3 separate regions of the Gossypium hirsutum genome follow, and regions 2 and 3 are each linked to region 1. The links are chromatin contacts, called in public Hi-C maps. All regions are on one chromosome and are shown on one strand. Each heading gives the region's core, a stretch centred on a gene start, on an enhancer-like site or on the middle of the called end of the contact. The rest is flanking DNA. Distances are from core to core; before and after follow the strand shown. Region 1 holds the start of LOC107951695 (ubiquitin carboxyl-terminal hydrolase 17). Region 2 holds the start of LOC107951698 (zinc-finger homeodomain protein 2). Region 3 has its middle 23 kb from the start of LOC107952321.

Evidence for each region. A called contact is a pair of places that touch in the nucleus more often than the background predicts.
Region 2: a contact with region 1 is called in a Hi-C map of leaf, with 2.7 times the contacts expected there. The contact joins the promoter of LOC107951698 here to the promoter of LOC107951695 in region 1. A contact is called at or near these places in 3 of 34 Hi-C or Micro-C datasets (all in leaf).
Region 3: a Hi-C map of leaf shows a contact between it and region 1, with 3 times the contacts expected there. The contact joins the enhancer-like site here to the promoter of LOC107951695 in region 1. A contact is called at or near these places in 3 of 34 Hi-C or Micro-C datasets (leaf and petal).

Annotation. Positions count from the first base shown.
Region 1 is chrA02:98,636,255-98,638,959 of Gossypium_hirsutum_v2.1, forward strand. It overlaps LOC107951695 (ubiquitin carboxyl-terminal hydrolase 17), which reads left to right and starts at 1,386. Exons shown (of 11, transcript XM_016886820.2): 1 at 1,386-2,020. The coding sequence starts at 1,758.
Region 2 is chrA02:98,391,702-98,394,406 of Gossypium_hirsutum_v2.1, forward strand. LOC107951698 (zinc-finger homeodomain protein 2) reads left to right here and starts at 1,348. Exons shown (of 2, transcript XM_016886824.2): 1 at 1,348-2,298; 2 at 2,563-2,705. The coding sequence starts at 1,593. The coding sequence ends at 2,612.
Region 3 is chrA02:98,453,279-98,455,983 of Gossypium_hirsutum_v2.1, forward strand. No RefSeq gene overlaps it. Among protein-coding and RNA genes, the nearest start is that of LOC107952321, 23 kb to the left of the region's middle. Within about 2 kb of position 1,318, at least 3 of the 9 cell types and tissues checked have an H3K27ac peak or open chromatin away from gene starts, as enhancers often do. A contact at or near this core is called in leaf, where this site is marked.

The sequences.
Region 1 (2,705 bases), core at 136-2,635:
CCCAGTTGCTACCATCTACCTACACTTTGGCTTAATCAATTTTAAATTAAAATGGATCTTTTATAATCTAATTATTATCTTTGGTTTCTAACTAAATGTGAAATCAGAGTTATTTCTAAATAAGAGATAACTTATACTAATTTTTTTTAGATAAATTACACCAACACTTATTTAACTTTAATCTCAATGGCAAAATAGTCATTCAATTTTCAATTCAATCACTAAATTTTTAAAAAATAACAAATCTATCACCACTAACTATTTTTCATATTTCATGGACCTGTCATTTTCCATCCTTTTCATGTACAGTGAGGAAGAGGGAGAGAATCAGAGTAGGGGGATGATGGTGGGGAAAAGGGAGAGGGATAGTAAAGGGAGGGGAGGGGGAGAGAAGAATGGAAAATGACGGCTTCGTTAAGTCTGTAGTAACTGGAAATAGTTAATGGGGACTGATTTATTATTTTTTTTAAAATTTAGTAACTGAATTGAAAGTTGAGTGACTATTTTGTTCTTGAAACCAAAATTGAGTAATTTTTTGTATAATTTACTTTATTCTTTTTATTCACAAAATTTAAATCTAAAATCTTATGTAGGATTTGAAATTATTAAATTTTTAAGTAAATTTTTCTTGATAAGCTATAATAAAAGGTAAATGATGAATTTATTTTATTTTATTTTTTAAACATTATCCTTTAATCTTTAATATTCCAAAAATTACATTCATCAAACAATTTAATCATATAATATACTAAACAAATTCGTTAATTAATTATTTAATTTATTGAAGTCTTGGGTAAGAAAGAAAACGCATGGGCTTTGGCTACAGGAAAAATGGGGAAGGTGATGAAGTTAATGTAAGATTGGACATTTGAAATGATTCTCCCAGTCCCATTGGCCTTTGCTTTTCATGGTTGGATTTCGCAAGCAACTAAATTCAGTGTGTGTTCTAACTAAAATTCAACTCTCATTATACATAAAAATGGTCCTTTTAGCTGTTTCAACTAATATATGAGTTTTTTAAGTTGAAAGGATCTTGTCATCATCATTCTTCATCTTCCGTTTTCCAAAGTTACAAATATGATTAGAGTTTTAAATAAATATCATTATAAATTAATATTTGAAATGCTTAAGAATATGATGACTTTTTCATTTTTATTTGATTAAAATTTTTATTAGAAATCAATGTGGCGTAAGTTTAAACTGTATTACGATAATATTTATATTTTATATTTTATATTTTATATTTGGAGTGAATGTTAAAATTTTTAATTGAAAAAATATTCTATAATTAATCCTTAAAACATTATTTTTTTTCCTTGTCTAATTAAGTAAATATTATATAGTTTTGATTTTACCCTTAGAGTTAGCTTAGCTTGAAAGAAGGAAAACGGAAGTATAGACATCAAAATCCATGGTGAAGTGATAGAAACAGTTTTGTCCTTTTAACACAAGAGAAAAGAACAAAAAAAAAAAAAGCCTCCGTAAAAAAAAAATTAATAATAGCCAAACCTCTGATTTCCTTTTCTCTATTTCAGATCCTCCCAGATGCTCAAATCCTCTTCTCACCTCAACTACTTTCTCAATTTCCCTTTTTGCCATTCCAACCACCACCACCGTCATCGCTACCGTCGTCGTCGTCGCAGATTTCTATGTATAACCAAGCCCTTTTCATCTTAGGTTTTTCTGGTTCGGACCTCATCCTCGGCGCCGGCTAATTTTAAGTGGAGTACAATAGAATAAAAGTTATTGGGTAAGAAATGCTGGTTTCTGGTTCTCTAGGGTTCGACGTCGTCGTTTTGGTGTCCCTTCTTGTTGTCTTTTTGATAATCCGGCATAAATTGAAGAATGCGGCGGCGAGGAAAGAGGAAGTTACGAGGTTACTCGAGATGGTCTCTCATGAAACCGCCTATGTGGAAGCTCAAGCCACCGTGGAGTACGGTTACTATCCCAAGTTCCAGTGTGCTGTTTGCTTTGCCCCTACCACCACCCGCTGTTCTCAGTGTAAATCTGTCCGTTACTGGTTCGTTTCTATTTTTTCCCCTCTTATAGATAGATTTGATTTTTTTACCTAATATGTGCAAATAGAAATGTAAATTTGGGGGGTTTTCTTTATGGTGGTTGTTAGAGAGTAGGAGCAACTGAATTAGTTTTGAGAATTTATAGTTAAGAGTCATTGCAGCTGTTGAAGATGAATTGATTGGTGAAGATAAAAAGTTACTTCGGCTTTGAAGGGGGAATGGTGGGATAAATATTTCAAGGGAGATGTTTAAAGCCTTGAATTTTGATGGAAAATGATTGGGTTTTCACACTGTAGTTGTCTTTTTCTAAGCTTTATTGTCAGGATTGGTACTTGGTTTTAGTGAAGTTTTGGTCTTCAGCCTCTCAATAAGTTCTTTTGGGGCAATGATTGTATGTTCGTGTTCTTATAAAATTGATTGTTCTGTTAACTAAAATTTTGGGAAAAGACTAAGCTGAATACAATTTCCCAAGAAATGGTCATTATAATTTTATTTCATTTATGACCCGGATATTGTTGTGGTGGCATTCTATGTTCATGGTGTTGTTTATTGGGTTTGTTTTATGGAGAAAGTGGAGCTCTCTAAACCTGGTGTTTAGATAACCCGGTGAGAAAAGAAATTCTACCTTTCCCAGAATGTACGTTTTGTAGATTCATCTCAGAAATGTACATTGAATGATTTTGTCAG
Region 2 (2,705 bases), core at 98-2,597, 240 kb before region 1:
ATTTAAACTTACTAAGCATACTAAATGCTTACTCTAGTTGTTTTCTTCCATTGTGGATCATTACATTGAGGAACTTGCCTAGCCAGATCAACGCGAAGCACACACTATCAATAAGACGGTAGAATTATGTCCGTTTTAATTCTAAATGTTGATAGTGTGCAAATGGTCATTTTGGAGTTGAAAGTTGTATGGTAAATGTGGTGATGGGTGATTTTGAATGCTTAACATGGCATATAACCTATTGATTCATGGTTTGGTCAAATTTGGTACCATTAAGAATGATGATATTTAACTTGTATTAATTAATATGTTATAGGTTGCATGTGAGCTAGCTGAAATAGTTAAGTTGATGGATGATTAGAAATGATAAAATCTAATGTTAAGCATGATTTGTAGCTCAGTGTATACTTTGGTTAGTTCATGTCAAGTTCCTTGAATTGCTTAGTTTCCATATTGGATAATGAATCATGCTTGAATTGGCAATTGAAGTGTTACAAATATGGATAGTTAAAATGGAAATGAATATGCCTAAATGATCAAAAGTTTGAATTGCATGTTTTTGAATGGTTGATTTTGATGATTATATGCTTGAATAGGTTTAGATTGGCATGGTATAATAGTATTACACTTGTGTAGAGTTGGATGAATACATCTAGGTGTTGGTTTGAGAATAAGGTACCAAATGAGATTTTTATCAAAATAGGGGCAACATCATGAAGTCGATACACCTGTAGTCAAATCGAGTAAGGGGTATTACAGTCGCCGCTAGAGATAATTTTAGTTGTTTAAAATTGAACAATTTTATAGATCAAATAGCTTATTAATAAATGTGGTTTTAGTTGAAATAGTGAAAACCATAATGCTTTAGATTCCAAACTTATAATTCACATCCTATGAATTTTAAAAAAAATAGATAACCGTAATATTTAAATAACAAATACTTAAGAATTAACTTTTTTTTATATCATTTATGTCTATTTTATAATTCATATTCAATATTCATAATTATTTCTTTCAACAATGTTTCCTCCAAATTTCAAACCACTATCTATCTCTACTTGAAAACACAATATCTCATACCATTGAATTTTTTAAGATTATGCAAAAACAAAATTTGTGAAGTGCTTTGCTTGGCGCGTGAAGAGTTGGAATGCATTTTCAAGTCCGCTCTGCAGACTGTAGCCAATAATGGCCAAACCCCAAACCCAATCCCTGCTATCATCACTGTAGCCACACTCTTGTTCGCTTCACGGTAAAAAAACAAAAGGTTAAAATTATATTTTACAGCGCAGTAAAAATCAATTAGAGAAGCAGCTATCAAGTGATTTGATTTCAGAGGAAGGGGGAAGGCTTATATCAAGACGGTCTCAACGCCCCCCTTTGAAACCAAAACACACACACACACACACACACAGACACAGAAACAGCTTTCTTTTTGCAGATATAAAGGGAAGAAATTACCCAAAAAACAAAATTTATGGCCACACTCTCTTATTCCTCTTATCTTCGTCTTCTTCTTCTCTATTAATTAGGAAAAAAAACTGTTGAATTTTTTTATTAAAATTACATAATTCCTGTTGAAGGGAGGGGAAATGGAGTTTGAGGATCAAGAAGAGCAGGAAGAAGAGATGGGTTTGACACCGAGTTATGACTCGCTGGGAAACTCGTCTAGACTCAAAATGTCAGGTGTTGAACCTGGTTCAGTAACTCCAACGGGTCAGCAGCAGCAGCAGCAGCAGAGGAAGCCTAGGTATAGGGAGTGTTTGAAGAACCATGCGGTGGGGATCGGCGGTCACGCTCTCGACGGTTGCGGTGAGTTCATGCCGGCTGGAACTGAAGGCACCCTCGACGCTCTCAAATGCGCGGCTTGTAACTGCCACCGTAACTTCCACCGCAAGGAATCTGAGCTTGGCTCCCCAAACTCCGTCCACACCACGGACCTCTACTTCCATCACCACCACCACCACCAGCCACCGCAATTTGCGCCTTACTTTAGAGCACCAACAGGGTACCTCCACGTTGCCGGACAACAAAGGCCATTAGCTTTACCATCAACCTCAGGAGGAGGAGGACACAGCAGAGAAGATCAAGAGGATGCTTCGAATCAAGGAAGCTCAAGGAAGAGATTTAGAACAAAGTTTACGCAGGAACAAAAGGAGAAGATGCTGAGTTTAGCTGAGAGACTAGGGTGGCGGATTCAGAAACATGATGAAGAGATTGTTCAACAGTTCTGCAACGAAACTGGGGTCAAAAGGCATGTTTTGAAAGTTTGGATGCATAATAACAAGCACACTCTTGGTAAGAAACCCTAGAAACAGATTATGAGGGAACTTTAGATGTGTACATTTTTTAGGGTTGACCATCTGGGGAGGGAAGGGTACTTTGATAGTGATTATGATGTTGGGCATGGACTACTTAACAGTGTTATTATGTTGGGTTTAAATTAGGTTATCACGTAATGTTAATGGGAACTTAAGTTATTTTAGTTCTAATCTATTTCCCTTCTTGTTGCATTTCCAAAAAAGCACTATTTTAATTCCAAAATGGGTTTACATAATGAAGCACTGAAGCAAAGTGGAGACATGCAATGCAATGCAATGCAAGAGGCATGATGAAAATGGAAGAGCATTGAGACAAAAGAAGGAAGAACCGGTGAAGCATGATCTCCCTTTGGAGACCGGGATTATATATATATATAAACATAA
Region 3 (2,705 bases), core at 68-2,567, 180 kb before region 1:
ATAAAATATGCATACACGAAAGCTTTCAATTCAACACATAATTAAGTATACTTTAAAAATAAAAACATACTTAACTATATTCTTAATGCTAATGAGTACTTGGTACAATTGTCAAAGTCAAAGACCTTGAGTCCTAAATATTCATATTCAAGATCCACCATGGACAATTAAATATATAGGTCTCTTAGTCTCATCATGAGTTGTTGTGATGTGTGAGATTTAGTCTAACTAGTCAATTTGTAGTCCGGATTGTTTCAGCTCATAATTGGTTTAAGCTATAATAGTTTGACTTTTTTATTCTAGTCCTGAATCCGTTTGCAATGTAGTAATTTGATTCTACACCCTAAATCAGACATGTATTTGTATTTTGATTGTAGTATGCTTTTAAAAAAATAGTCTTAATATGATAACTAGTTTTATGGTACAATCAGGGTAAGAAAAAAAACCATGTAAAAATATATTTATAAAAACTGTATACTAAAACCAAAAAAAGTTTAGTTGAAATGGTTTGGTTCATTTTCCCAAGTTTGAATTATATTATATTATTATTTTATTAAAAATATGAAAAGATAAAAATATCTTCATATTTATTTGTTATTTTATAAAAGTAAAAATATTGTAATAATTTTTAAATTGAATTGATATCCGATCAACTCACAATATCAACTCACTTAATATAATTAGTATAGATAAATAAATTAATCTTATGAATACATGTTGTTATGCATTGATGAAACAAAATCAAAATATTTGTTGTAATAACCCTTTAAAAAGAGTAAAAGAATGAATTCAAAGCAAGACAATTTTTAAGAATTCGTCTTACATTTGAATTTTAAAATTTATAATTTTGTTTAATTTTGTAAATATGAATAGATTTCATTTAGTATTATATTTTAAATTAAATTAAAATTAAACAATTATATATGTATGATGACAATTCGACTCATCAACGCTTCTAATATATGATGTGTAAAAAGAAATGTAAGAAGTGGGTGAAAGATGTGACAGAGATTGGGCCCCTAGATATGCATATGAGACAGAACAAGGGAAGGCAAAGGTATAAAGAAAAGGAGGGAGAGAGGAGAGGGTCCTATTAAGATTCGTTTGGATTGTTTATGTTACCTTTTGGAAAGCAATGAAAATTGAAATGAGGAATCTGAAAAAAGTTAAAGAAAGAAGTTTTGGCTTTTGCACCTTACATGGTCGGAGGTAGATTGATACCCTTTTTCTTTTTGAGCCTTTCAATTTATAGTTGAAACGACTATGACACTTCATTACCATTAAAAACCCATCTCTCTCCTCCAATCCAATACTCACACCCTTCCAATTTTTGCAACTCATAATGTGTGGGATGCCACATGCTCTCTGTTTGGACACCAAGTGGTCATTAATATGGTCAAATCGAGGGAATTTTTGGTCCAATGGATTGGATTGAAGAAAGGCTTTTCAAGATGTCCGTTGGACATATAAAATGGGAATAAGCAATCGAAAGGTGTGTTGGAGTCCAAAAGATTCATGATGTTGAAAAAAAAATTACAGTAAAGATCATTAAATTATTAGTAAGTTTACGTTTTAGTCAGTTAATCTTAAAAAATTGTAAAATGGTCACTAAACTATTCGAAAGTTTTTATTTAAGTCAATAAGTTATTAAAATCATTATTGCATGACCTATTTTGTTTTTACCGCTTATACTAGTCGAAAGCTCTCATTACTTTCTCCAATATTGGACATCACGAATCTATGAACCAAACCAAACAACTTTCTTCTCCAATCTCTGACACTGACCGTTAGATCAACTTGGATCTAAGATATGTTCTTCTACTTGTCAATGGGTACTAAATCACCGTATTGATTGTCAAATTGTCAATTAGAGCTCACTAGTTGGACTTTTAAAAAAATACTCAACAATCTAATGATTTAAATAAAATTTTTTTGAATGATTTAATGATTTAATGATTTAAATAAAAACTTACGAATAGAACATTAACCATTTTGTAATTTTTTAAAGTTTAGTTATCAAAACATAAACTTATTAATAAATTAACGACTTTGGATGTAATTTACTCAAAAAATTAAAAAAGAAACGAAGAGTATGATTGAATTACTCTTTCTTAAATTGGGCTTAAATTGATTTGGATTAAGTTAGATTTGACCCCAAGTGATAGAAGCCTTTGTCCCTCTTGGTTGAAAAGATTAAATTGATTTTTGATATTTAAATAAAATGTATAATTTAAGTCTTTTGATGCAAAATTTATGCTATTGATCCTTCAAAACTTTTTAATTTTATTTTGATTTTCCTAACACAAAATTTTGGCTTCTTCTAAGTGAAATAGCCATTGGTAATATATATGTGATTTAGCTTGCAAAACTTGTTGTTGGAATCTTACTTTATATAAAATATGTGAATTCTCCTTAATTAATTATTCAAATTAATTATCAATTCAGTCATTATAACTTAAGAAAGTTATATCTTAATCTCAAATTTTAGTTTAATCGGTTGGTAAAAAGAGGTGAGGGTTATAAATACATGGGAATAAATGGCAACACGTGCTACCCCTGATAATTGATTGTGTTGGGCTAATTAATGGACCAAATCCAAGTTGAAAAAGATGGCAAAGTCTGGTGGTCTTCTGTCCTTTGACTTCGTAGTCTAATCTTGGGCATTGAAGCATAAATGCTCCTTTCCATTGGACACCTTTAGTAGC